3 separate regions of the Sus scrofa genome follow, and all the other regions are linked to region 3. The links are chromatin contacts, called in public Hi-C and HiChIP or PLAC-seq maps. All regions are on one chromosome and are shown on one strand. The core of a region is the stretch at or near the end of the contact, and the rest is flanking DNA. Distances in the headings are between cores, read along the strand shown. Region 1 holds the start of OAT (ornithine aminotransferase). Region 2 holds the start of LOC110256807. Region 3 holds the start of ABRAXAS2 (BRISC complex subunit Abro1).

Region 1 (3,626 bases), core at 1,016-3,515, 330 kb after region 3:
TTAATGGCTACCTCTCCTAAATATGGAATTGCAGGTAACTGCTTTGTGTTTCTAATTTTTTCCTAATAGGAAAATTTTTTTTCAAAGAGGAAAAGCTCCAGTTTAAAAAAGAAACCATGCACTGTTGATTTTCATGTTGCAGAAAATGGCTAATTCCCTTATGAATTTAAGGGAAGGAACTCATTGAGGGGCCATTTTGTGCTCTGTTTAGTGCTTTAATATTATCCCATTTAATCCTCAATAATGGCCCTGAACGACTTTAACCTCATTTTACAAATTGAGGCATTGAAACTGAAAACGATTGACAGTCATTCAAACAAAGCTACCCTTAAGAACCCAGCTAGAATTTAAGTCCTGGTCTCCAAACTCTGAGGAACTTAACACGCTACTGTCCTGGTTTTCCAAGCCTTTTTGTAGGAGGAGATTGTTGATGTTGGCTATTTTTAAGCCCATCTTAATTCTGGTCTAATGCTTCTTATGCCAAGCACAGTAAGTTGAACACAGAAGGTTCTTTAATAGAAACGTGCTTACAGGATCCTAGTGCATTTGATGCATTAAACTGTTTGACTTCCCAGTTGAAAAAATGTTTAGCGTTCATCTTTATGGGAGTTCCCATCATGGTTAATGAATCCGACTAGGAACCATGAGGTTGTGGGTTCGATCCCTGGCCACAATCCGTGGGTTTAAGATCCGGCGTTGCCGTGAGCTGTGGTGTAGGTCGCAGACGCGGCTTGGATCCCGCATTGCTCTGGCTCTGGTATAGGCCGGCAGCTACAGCTCCAATGAGACCCCTAGCCTGGGAACCTCCATATGTCGCAGATGCGGCCCTAGAAAAGACAAGAAAAAAAACCCCAAAAAACGAACAAAATCTCTTCTTGTCATTAAGAACTGTAATTATTTTAAATGAGAATGTATTATGTGATTATGCTGAACCATTCTCACATTGTTGAACATGCTTTATTCACGAATGTCCACCGTCCTATTTCTTTCGAATAGAGTCTTGAAACCGGGAGTTCCTACTGTGGCGCAGCAGGTTAAGGATCCGGTGTTGTAGTTGCGGTGTAGGTCGAAACTGCAGCTGGGATTCTATCCCTTGCCTGGAAACTTGCCTATGCCTCAGGTGCGGCCAAAAAAAAAAAAAAAAAGAATCTTAAGAGTGAAGTCAGAGAGCACAGCACTAAGTAGCCTGGCAATTAAAATTTTTCTGTTTCCTCCAAAAAAAGGTGAAATTAGTTGTCTAAGAGCACAAACACTTTTAAGGCTTTTATTTATTGTGGTTAGAGATTTTTTTCAGAAAGTATTTCAGTTTATTTATTTTTTTTAATTAATTTTTTTATTTTCCCACTGTACAGCAAGGGGGTCAGGTTATCCTTACATGTATACATTGCAATTACAGTTTTTCCCCCGTGTTTCAGTTTAAATAGTATCTAGGAGGTCCCGTCGTGGTGTAGTGGTTAACAAATCTGACTAGGAACCATGAGGTTGCGGGTTCGATCCCTGCCCTTGCTCATTGGGTTAAGGATCCGGCCTTGCCGTGAGCTGTGGTGTAGGTCGCAGGTGTGGCTTGGATCCCGCATTGCTGTGGCTGTGGCATAGGCCGGTGGCTACAGCTCTGATTGCACCCCTAGCCTGGGAACCTCCATATGCCACGGGAGCGGCCCAAGAAATGGCAAGAAGACAAAACAAAACAAAAACAAACAAACAAACAAAAAAAAAACGGTATCTAAGTGACACTGTGTTTTACTGCTAATTTGATCAAGGCGAAAAGTAAATTTTTTTTTTTTTAAGTTGGTCAAACAGAGCATTAATGCTTACTGCGTCTCTAGTCAAGAAATAAAGTTAAAAACCAATCAATGTTTTATTTATTTATTTGTTTGTTTGCTTTTTTTTTTTTTTTTTGGCTGGGCCCACAACACATGGAAGTTCCCTGGCCAGTGATTGAATCTGTGCCACAGCAGTGATAACGCTGCGCCACAAGAGAAGTCCTAAAATCAATGTTTGAGACTTAATATTTTGGGTGAGTTCTGTCAAGTATAACCAGAAGTTTTTGCATTTTTGCTAGCGGCTATCTCCAGTGTAATGATTCGTATGTAATTTTTTTTGTTGTGGTTAATACACTTCTTTGAAATAAAATCTAGTGGAAATTAGGGATCTTCGAAAAATGCACTTAGGCACATACGTCTGCAATTTATTTCAGGAGTTACTGAACGCTCTGAAGACGTCGCTGGATCTCCAGTGAAAAAATCTGTAATTAATCTGTACTGTGGGAAGAAAGGATAGTTGGGTGAGTCTTGGCAAGTGCTGGATTTTGTTTAGCGAATGCCTGAACATATTGGATTTACTGGGTAGTGCCAAGTTGATTGGGAAGCGAGCCAAGTTCCAAGTAATAGGTTTTGCTAATCTGGCAGTTCAGACTGCGTGCTGGCTTGACTTATTGACAGAGCTCTGTTGAAACATGAATTAACTACTCTTTAAAAAAAAATAGCTATAGACATATTAAGTACGTTTCATGTTTGGCAACTTTCCACTAATCTTGAATTTATCTTTAAAAAATATCCCCCCACCCCCTGCCCTCACATGGTTGCTGTGTATTTTCCCGTTTTCTTGTTACTTTTGGCTTCTTCCTTAGCTCAGAATGTACTTCATGGCTTATCAGGACTCTCAGTGATACAGTTGGTTACAAAGCCTTGTGAAGAACTGTGATGGGGGCTGGTCTTCCGGCTGGTGCTGGTGAGAGGAGAGAAATTGACTCTGAAATATATAAATAGATTGTGAGCGAATGAATGCCAGTTTGCTCAGTGATATTTAAGATTTATTACTAAACTTCTTGGCTTGTCATAACTTGATACTCTCTAGTTCCTGGTTGCCTTTTTCTCCTTTAAACAGTTGCTTTTGTGGTGCAGTTTTTTGGGGGTTAATTTTATAGGAACCACCGTCTTAGCAGGGTAGACAGTTTTCTTTTCAGAGTTGCATCATTGCATCTCATACATACTGTTTTATTTTGTGTCTGGTCTCTTCCACTTAAAAAGCTCCTCAAAGGTTGTTTGCTATACATTACAAAACATTTTTTCCCCATCTTCTTACCTTTCACCTTTGTGTATGATGATTTGGACCTATAGAAGTTTTAGATAATTGTGGCTAAAAAACAGGTTTTGCCTTTCTAAGCAGCCCTTCCCTTCCCCCAAGAAATCACTTTTCCTTTCCTCATCTCTTTTCGCTTTGGTTCATCCCTGTTACCTATGTAGAGCCAAATCCTTTCTTAATTTCACTAGGACAGAGCTGATATGCACAGCAGTCCTCAGCCCCTCTGCGCCCCCCCCCCCCCCCCAACGGCTCCCAGGCAGCCTGCGCCTCTGATTTGGTCTCTGGCTCTGGGCTCTTATCTTTGAAAGTCTCACACCCCCACGTAAATAAATATTTTCTGAGTGGTTCCTCAGTCTCCAAGATTAGGTGCCAACTCTTGAGTCACTCCGCTGTTCAGCCTTGGCTGAATGCCCCAGGGAGAAGGTGTACCTGTGTGTGTAGCTGTGTGTGTGTCTTTATTATACAACCTTCGGATGGTATGCGAAGGAGTTGGTGGAAAGAAAAAGCCTTTCCACCTTTCATTGGTCTCCTTGCAGTTTCCA
Region 2 (4,082 bases), core at 1,502-4,001, 330 kb before region 3:
CTGGGTTTGTTTTTTTTTTTTTTTTCCTGAGGGGGGATGTCTTTTTTAAAAAATTGGAGTTTGTGGAGTTGCTGTTGTTGCTCATTGGATTAAGAACCCGACACGTCATCATGAAGATGCGGGTTGGATCCCTGGCCTCACTGAGTGGGTTCAGGAACCCGTGTTGCTGTGGCTGTGGTGTAGGCCAGCAGCTGCAGCTCCACTTCGATCCTAGCCTGGGAACCTCCCTATGCCATGAATGCAGCCCTAAAAGGCAAAATAAACAAATAAATAAACAAATAAATAAATAAATAAATAAAATAAAATAATTGGAGTTTGAAATAACTCACATGTTGGAGGCAAATGGACTCAACATTTCAAAATATAGGGTATCAAGTTGAAATGACAAATGATTTTTGCTCCCAGGATGACTTTTTTTTTTTTTTTTTAAACGTTTTCAAAACAACACAGCATTTTCTAAGTTAGGTCAAATTGGTAGTAGCCATGAAAGTGGAACAAGTGATGTGAAAAATTAGCTGACGTTCCCTGTTTTCTGAGTGGAAAGAGGGCCACTCAGGACCAAAGATCATCTGTGAAATAAAGAAGCAGGAACTCGTCATGATTGTTATAGCTCACACCTAAGAAAGATAGAAACGCCTGTACCAGGAGCCCAGTACCCTGGGGGTGGGCGGGGTCCGTGTGCAGCCCAGAACTTTCTTAGGCTCGGTGACCTTGAGTCAAAACTGATGCGGAGGGGAGAGCCCTGAAGAAGTTTCTGGGGATGCAGGGTCGTCAGAAGATGGAGACCCCGAACACAGCAGGAGTCTGGCAGTTTTTCACCTGTACCGTAGACTCCGGAGCCACTCAGCTGGCCTGGCCCGGGCCTATTAGGACAAGTAGAAAACCAGCTTCGGACATCTTAGTAACTGAATTTTCTGAGCTAGTGCGTTTTAAATGCCTGGCCCGGCACTGCCAGCACTTCTAGGAGGTCTTCAGTGGGGTTTGAAAACCTATTGTTTGATGATAAAACGGTCATCCGGAGTCAAGGCCCCCACATTGCCTGTCGCACAGGCCAACCTGGGCGCAGCTTTAGCAAACGAGTAGCGAGAACTCACCCCCCGCTGCGGGCGGGCGCTGGAGTTTTAAAAATGTCAATAGACCGAGAGGCCTAGAGCAGAGCTCTTCGGGATGCAGAAGAGGGTCCAGCGGTTCGGTGGCCCTTTCTCTGGCCCCAGGCCCCAGCCCAAGTTTCCTCCGGTTGGTAGGGTGTGGTGCACTCCGGGTACGTGGGAGGCTCAACTCCGCCACTCAGATCCGGGCATGGCAGTCCCTGCGGCCTGCAGAGGCCAGACCTCACACACCCCTTCCCACGCCTTTGCTGCTCAACGTCTCAATCCAGTTCCTAACATCTCAATATGGTTTTTAAACAGATCGAGACTAAGGGCTCCATTCAGCCCAAGAGGGGCTCTTGCAGGACGCGCGGCCGATCTCAGAGACGTGAGATGAGTTTGGGGGGCTCTGGGGCGCAGGCAAAAGAGCCCTCCCAGCCCGCAGCCGCTGACTCCTTTCCGCAAACTGGGCTCCCACACCGCGGGTCACGGGCGTGCAATTTCGTCTAGGTGCGGCCGGCGCTCGGCCTGGATCCTGGTGTTCAGACACTAACCTCGGCGCGTTGGGGCGGCGCGCGAGCCCAGGTCCTTGATTCTCTGGAGCCGCTGCGGCCGCAGAGCGCCTCCGTCCCGCGAGGCCCGGAGCTCCCACCCAAGGCGAGGCTTTAAAAATAGCCCCGGCGAGATCCAAGCAACAGGAAGGAACATTTTTTTTTTTTGATGTGTAAAAAATGTTTTTGCTTCTTGTAGGGAACGCAACCGCTGCAAGTTCCAGCACACAGGGCTCCCTCTGCGCGCACCCACAGCTATCGCCGCCCCTCGGGCCAGGCGCGGGCACCGTCTCCCGGATCCGGATTTGGGGAGCGCAAGTGCCCCCTGTGGCCGGCCTGCGCCTGACCCCGCGGGCCTTGAGAAGGCACAGGCAGCCGGCGCGGGGGCCCGGGAGGAAGTTGGAGCCGTGGGGCCGGGAAGGGGGCAGGTCGTCGGCGCCGTGGGCCCGGCGGGGGCCCGAAGGAGCCAGGGCCGCCTCGGGGCGCCGCGCCGCGGTCCGCCCGGGCTCGCGTCCCCCCACGTGGCCGGCCGCCCGGGGCCCCACGTGGAAGGGGCGGAGGAGGAAGGAGGGCGAAGGCAGGGCCGGACTCCTGGCCGCCGCCGCCGCTGGACCCCCACCCCTGCCGCCAGGGCCCCAGCGTTACGCGAGGGCCTCCCGGGCGGGGCCTGGCCGGGGAGTGCCCGCCGCGCCCGGCCCCCTCGCCCGCCCGCCGCGCCTGTGTGCACTTTCGCGGAGCCACTAATCCCCGAGAGAGCCGATTTGTAGTGAAGAGTATCCGTAGGGGGCGAGGCCGGCCCATGTGGGGTTGTGTCATTGGTTTGCAAAGAGAGACCCCGCCTTTGCCCAAAAAAAAAAAAGAAAAAAGGAGAAAAAAAAAAAAAAAAAAAAAAAAAAAAAGGAGCGAGGAGTGAGCGGGCGGCGACCCTCACCTCGCCTCCCGCCTCGCTCCTGCGCAGCCAGCGGCCACCGGGAGACGCAGTCGGCGTCGCTTCTTTCCCTTTCCTTTTCTCTCCGTTTTCCTCCTCCTTCCCCGGAGGAGAAAACAAATAAAGAAGAGCAAATAGCCGGGAGGCGCTCGGCATCCAGGACGCTCCCTCCCCCGATCCAAGTTGGAATTAGCATCCTCTTGGGGGTGAGCGAAGCGCGGGGCGAGGGCGGGCCGGGGACCCCCAGCGCAGCCCCCTCCCGGCCGGCGGGCGTGGGGCCGGGACGGAGCTGGGGAGGATCGGGAGCCGGGTGGGCGGAGGAAGGGGGTGGGGTGGGTGGGGAAGTAGGAAGAGGCTCGGCGGTGAGGGGAGGAGGAGGAAGGGAAGGGGAGGGATAGGGTGGGGAGGGGAGAGAAGGGGGAGGAGAGGGAAGGGCAGTAGGGGGAGGGGCGGGGAGCTGGAGAGATTAAGTTTTTGTGTGTGTGTCCCTGTGTGCGTGTGTCATTTTAAGGTGGCCCGGGAGCGGCCCAGAAGAGCCGGCGGCGGCCCAAGGAGCGAGGGACGGAGCCGGGAGCCATGCCGCGCTGAGGGGGGGGCCGCACAGCCGCCGCCACCGCCACCGCCGCCGGGTGGGGTGGGAGGGGCGGGAGCCGCCGCCGCTGCCGCCGCCGCCGCCGCCGCCGCCGCCGCCTCCCGGGTGGGCGCCCTTCGCCTTGGACGCCGGCGGCCCAGGACGAGGTAAGGGGGGCCCCGGGGGAGGGCTGGGGCCGCCGCCGCCCCCGCCCCCGCCTCACCTGCGGCCACGGGCTGGGGGCGCCGCGCCCGCGCCTCACTGCGCCACTGGGGGAGGAGGAGGAGGGCGAAGGACACGGAGCCGGCATCCGAGGACATCTTTGGTCTGCGCCCCCGGCCCGGTGTCCCTGCTCGGCGCTTGGGGGTGGGCGCCGGCCTGGGGGTCCTTGCCCGCGCCCCCCCCCCCCGCCACCGCGGATCGCGCCCGCTGGCCGCCGTTTGCGCCAGGATTTTTGTTGTTGTGATGAGAGTTGATGAATGCGAAGTAGGCGGTCACCTTCCTTCCCATCAGGATTGGGAAAAAAAAAAAAAAAAAAAAAAAAAAAGAAACCCCGAGTGCGGCGGCGTCCGGAGGGCAGCGGCGGCGGCGGCGTCTCGGCGACGGTTTCCTAGGTGCCCCCGGCTCCCATTCCCCGAGGCCGGTGGGTGCGCGCGCGGGGGCTGCCAGCGACCCAGGCCGAGCGCGCGGCACGCCGCGGGGACAATACACCCGGATCCCTCGGGACCGGGAGTCCGAGCGCGCCGGGCCTTTCGCCTGCGGGGCGGGGGCGGGGGAGGGGAGCTGAGGGTCCACTGGGAAACCGGGGCGCGCTCGGCTCGGGGCCCCCAGGGGAGCGGCCCCTGCCGGCAGGGGATCCCGCGCGGCGCCCCGGGAGCGCAAGTGAAAGACGGGAAAGGAGGCGAAGTGGAACCCTTTTGTTTTGCCGGCCCCGCATTGTTGGC
Region 3 (3,931 bases), core at 160-2,659:
TTCCTGTCTCATTCTACCTCAGGGGCTTTGCACTCACTGTTGTCTTTGCCTGGAATGCTCTTCTCCCAGAAAGCTGCAATGTTTGTGCCATGATCTCTGCTCTAGATTTGGTGACGTGGGACCCAGACAGCCCCGTACGGGACTGATTGAGTTATTATCCCAGCTGTTGGGGCGTTTGGAATTACCTTTAGAGGAAGAGTCTCATCACCCAAGATCAATTCTCCTGTTCTGAGCAAACAGGCATTCAATGCCTGGTCAATGCCGACGAATAAAGACCCAGCTCCTTCAATCAAACTTCAAAATTCCAAAGGATCACTCTGGCTTCCCAGGGCTCTGTCAGGGGAGAGGGTGTTAGCTGAGGCTCTGTTGTAACCATACCCCAGTCTAAGTACTTCCTCTGTCTAACCCTGCTTCTCTCCCTTCCCCAGTAGGTGGGGATCTTGAGAGCACACCCTAATAAACTTCCTCCTGCTTGGTCTTACACTCTGCTCCCCAGGAACACAACCTGTGACAAACTCTTTTAGGTTTTCACTCCATGCTACCTTTTCAGAGGATGCTTCCATTATGACCCTAACTGGGATTGCCTGGAACTTGACTGTCATTTTGCCAATTGGGAAGCGGCTGAGAACTCCCAAAAGCACAGTTTCAGAGAAGTTGTAGGTGCGCAGGGTTCCGGGCTGCAGGGATTGGTGGAGTGAGAGGGAGACAGGCAACCCAGTGTACTCTCAGTGCTTCCCCCTTGACTCATGTAATGGGCACCGAGTGGGAGGGACCGTGTTCCTTGGCACATTCCAGCTTCTCCCTGGTGATGGGCAGCTCTGCTGGGATAGAGTTTCTCCACCCCAACCAAGAATCTGTTGCCCTGGGAGATCAGAGATGGTGCCCCACACAACCTTCAGGACTAAACAGCCAGAGGAATCCTGGAGCCAGAGAAGGAATTCTGTATAAACTGTGGTTTTTTTCCAGGGCTCCATACCAACAACTGTTTATAGCGTTTATCACACACAGCAAAAACATCTTAAGTGTTGGCAAGACATCAGATTGAAGACAGCCTTATCTTTCATGGGTGCTTCTTCATTAGAACCTAACACTTTTGTAAGACGCACTCAGTCACATTCCAGCCTATTCTCTCTAGCAGCGCGTCTAGGAAAGATCACAACAACCATTCACTCAGGGCAGCACTAATTGACTGTGGCATCGGGTGGTTTTATTTCTCTGTAATAAGGTTACTTACGCACTTTCTCGAGTTCTTTAATCACTACACACATAGGCTCCCATCTGTCTTTTACCATATTCTATCATCAGCGGTTGCCTGAAGATCTTGGAACGTCTTGCATCAGAGGAGATGCACATGCAGTCCGAATCGGGATTCCATGAGCTGGAAAGGCAACTGTTGATGCCGCTTACCTCCAGGGACTTGTTACTGGGCTTCTCTCTGCTATGTCAACAGAAACGTGGCCTAGGAAACATGGTTTTGGTTGGAAGGCAGCCTAGTTAGGGCCCTTTGAGAGTCTTGCCTAGGACTTTGGACTACCAGTATGTCTTTGCTGCTACAGAAGTTCCCCTCAGACCTTTGGCCCCTAAGACCCCTGGGATTATGCTACCGAACTTCCAGTATCAGTCCCACCAAAAAGCAGATACCTCTCAGGTTCACTGGTGGGAAGCAGTCACCAGTGCAGGGGCAGCAAGGTGCAGGTGAAGAAATCGAGGCACACAGAAGTGAGGCCTAAGCCTCTTGGATAGGGCTGGATGCCTGGTTAGGGGCAGAGCTGAGACAGGCATCTTGACTCTCCGAGTTCTTTCTTCACTAAGCACTCTGAAACCCATGACTGGCCTACTTATGCGAGGCGGGAGTGGGGCGGGTGTCTAGAGCATTCATTTCACCAGGCATAAATTCCCTTGTCCACGAGTGACGTCAAGTCAGAAGAGGCCAGAGTGCTGTTTTCGAGGCAGGATGCCAGCCGCAAATGGAATTAGCCTTTGACCGGAAAGCCAAATAATGCGACGGACTGTCCCACCCACTCTTCAGATTTGCCCACGACGTGGAGAGAGGAGGTGATCTGCACCTTTGGGGGGAGCAGTGTCGGATTATATTCGGTATGGCTCCCCCACCGCCAGCTTTTCTCCAAAACGCAATGCTTGGAGTGGCCCCTTACAAACAACACCCCCCCCCGGGGGCGCCCCAAATACGGTAGCGTTTAGGCGGGCACCTCAAGGAACGGGGTGCACCTGACGCCGGCTGGAGTGAGAGTGGGGACCAAGGCGAGGCCCCGCCCCGCCCACGCCTGGGCTTGGGACCGGGCGCTCTAGACCCCGGCGGCGCTGGGAAAGGCGCGGAAGGACGGCCGACCCCCGCGGGGGCCGGGAGCAGTAGAGAGCGCGGCCTCCCGCCTCCTAGAGGCGCCAGCCCGCCCGTCCGCTCTGCCCGCGCCTCGTCTCTATGGCGGTCCCAACGGCCGTCCGGGGCGCCGAGCGCAATGAGCGAGGGCGCGGACGGCGGCGGCGATGGGGCATCAGCGCGGTCCCCGGGGGGCAGTCCCGGAGGGGATGGCTTTGCCCCGTCGGCGCTGGGGACCCGAGAGCAGTGAGTGTGGCGCAGGGCCGGGGAGGGTGAGCGGCGCTGTCTGGATGGGGCCGCGGAGGACGGGGCGAGCCCGGGGGGCGTGGCGAGAGGAGCCCAAAGGGCCGCCCTGGGCGAGGGCCCGGGATGGCAGGGCTGGGCTCCCGAGGGGCCGCGCTGGGTGGGTCAGGAAGCACCTCGGGAGCTGACGTCTGCGGGCTTCGTGGGCTGCCGTATGGACTCTGAGCTCCTGGGGAGGCTTTTTAGGGGTCTTGGGTCTTCGGGCCCAGCCTGGGGAAAGGGAGAGGGAGCCGGCCTGGCGATTCGGGCTGGTGGGCGGTGGTTGGAGACCGGGGGAGAACTGCGCAGCCAAGGGGGCTGAAAAGGTTAAGGGGACGAGGGCAGGGACACGGAGGCTGGAAGAGTGGGGAGTGGGGGGATGGCCTGAGGAAGGAGAGAGGACAGTGGGCATATCTCGGGCTGGGAGAAAGTGACCTGACCCAAGACGGACGCTCAGTAAGTATTTAATGGGTTAGTAGACGGGTGAATGCATGACGGTGGGAAAAGGCAATGGTGAGAGGTAACTTGGGGGGGGTTCTAGAGAGATGAAGTAGGACGAGAAGCCCGTTGGAGGGAAAAAAGTAAAGTCTTATTTCAAAGGAGTAAGAGTACGTCTTCAGCTCAGGTTGAAGGTTAAGTTTTAAGTTTATCTTTGGTGAATTTCTTTGTAACCACCTAATTGGTAGAAAATTTTTGAATTTGCACGTTTTAGACTGAACTATGCTGTAGTGACACTATGCCTCTGCAGTCAGTTTTTGGACTTGTGTTTGGGACTGAGGAATCCTTGGACAGATACTTCTTTGTGTTTTTTAAGCTTAAACAATATACCATTTTATTTTTTGTTGTTGTTGTCTTCTTAGGGCTGCATCCTCGGCATATGGTGGTTCCCAGGCTAAGGGTCGAATCGGAGCTGTAGCCACTGGCCTACACCCAGCCACAGCAGTGAGGGATGCGAGCCGAGTCTGTGGCCTACACCACAGCTCACGGCCGCGCTGGATCCTTAACCCACTGAGTGAGGCCAGGGACCGAACCCACAACCTCATGGTTCCTAGTCGGATTCGTTAACCACTGCGCCACGACGGGAACTCCAACAACATACCATTTTAAATGTTAGGCATTGTTATAAGTGTTTTACATGTATAAACACATTCTATCTTTCATTCTTTTAACGCAAGGATGTTAAGAGATTGAATACTGTGTACTTATCAACAGTAATCATGTTTTAAATTTCTGTCATAACTGTCCCAGTAATGTATTAGAAATACGTATTTAGCAATTCTCGTTGTGGCTTAGTGGGTTAGGAACTTGACA

Evidence for each region. A called contact is a pair of places that touch in the nucleus more often than the background predicts. HiChIP or PLAC-seq counts read pairs in DNA pulled down with a chosen protein or histone mark.
Region 1: an H3K27ac HiChIP or PLAC-seq map of alveolar macrophages shows a contact between it and region 3. The contact joins the promoter of OAT here to the promoter of ABRAXAS2 in region 3. A contact is called at or near these places in 1 of 5 promoter capture datasets (liver) and 1 of 2 datasets of contacts at active chromatin or transcription factors (alveolar macrophages).
Region 2: a contact with region 3 is called in a Hi-C map of liver, with 3 times the contacts expected there. The contact joins the promoter of LOC110256807 here to the promoter of ABRAXAS2 in region 3. A contact is called at or near these places in 3 of 47 Hi-C or Micro-C datasets (heart right ventricle, liver and subcutaneous adipose tissue) and 1 of 2 datasets of contacts at active chromatin or transcription factors (alveolar macrophages).

What each region holds. Positions count from the first base shown.
Region 1 is chr14:133,823,418-133,827,043 of Sscrofa11.1, reverse strand. It overlaps OAT (ornithine aminotransferase), which reads left to right and starts at 2,265. Exons shown (of 10, transcript NM_001185141.1): 1 at 2,265-2,284.
Region 2 is chr14:134,487,367-134,491,448 of Sscrofa11.1, reverse strand. It overlaps LOC110256807, which reads right to left and starts at 2,751. Exons shown (of 1, transcript XM_021073633.1): 1 at 309-2,751. The coding sequence starts at 2,723. The coding sequence ends at 1,638. It overlaps CTBP2 (C-terminal-binding protein 2), which reads left to right and starts at 2,644. Exons shown (of 11, transcript XM_021073631.1): 1 at 2,644-2,773.
Region 3 is chr14:134,153,159-134,157,089 of Sscrofa11.1, reverse strand. It overlaps ABRAXAS2 (BRISC complex subunit Abro1), which reads right to left and starts at 1,409. Exons shown (of 11, transcript XM_021073619.1): 1 at 1,235-1,409; 2 at 1-333. It overlaps EEF1AKMT2 (protein-lysine N-methyltransferase METTL10), which reads left to right and starts at 2,424. Exons shown (of 7, transcript XM_013983843.2): 1 at 2,424-2,584. The coding sequence starts at 2,478.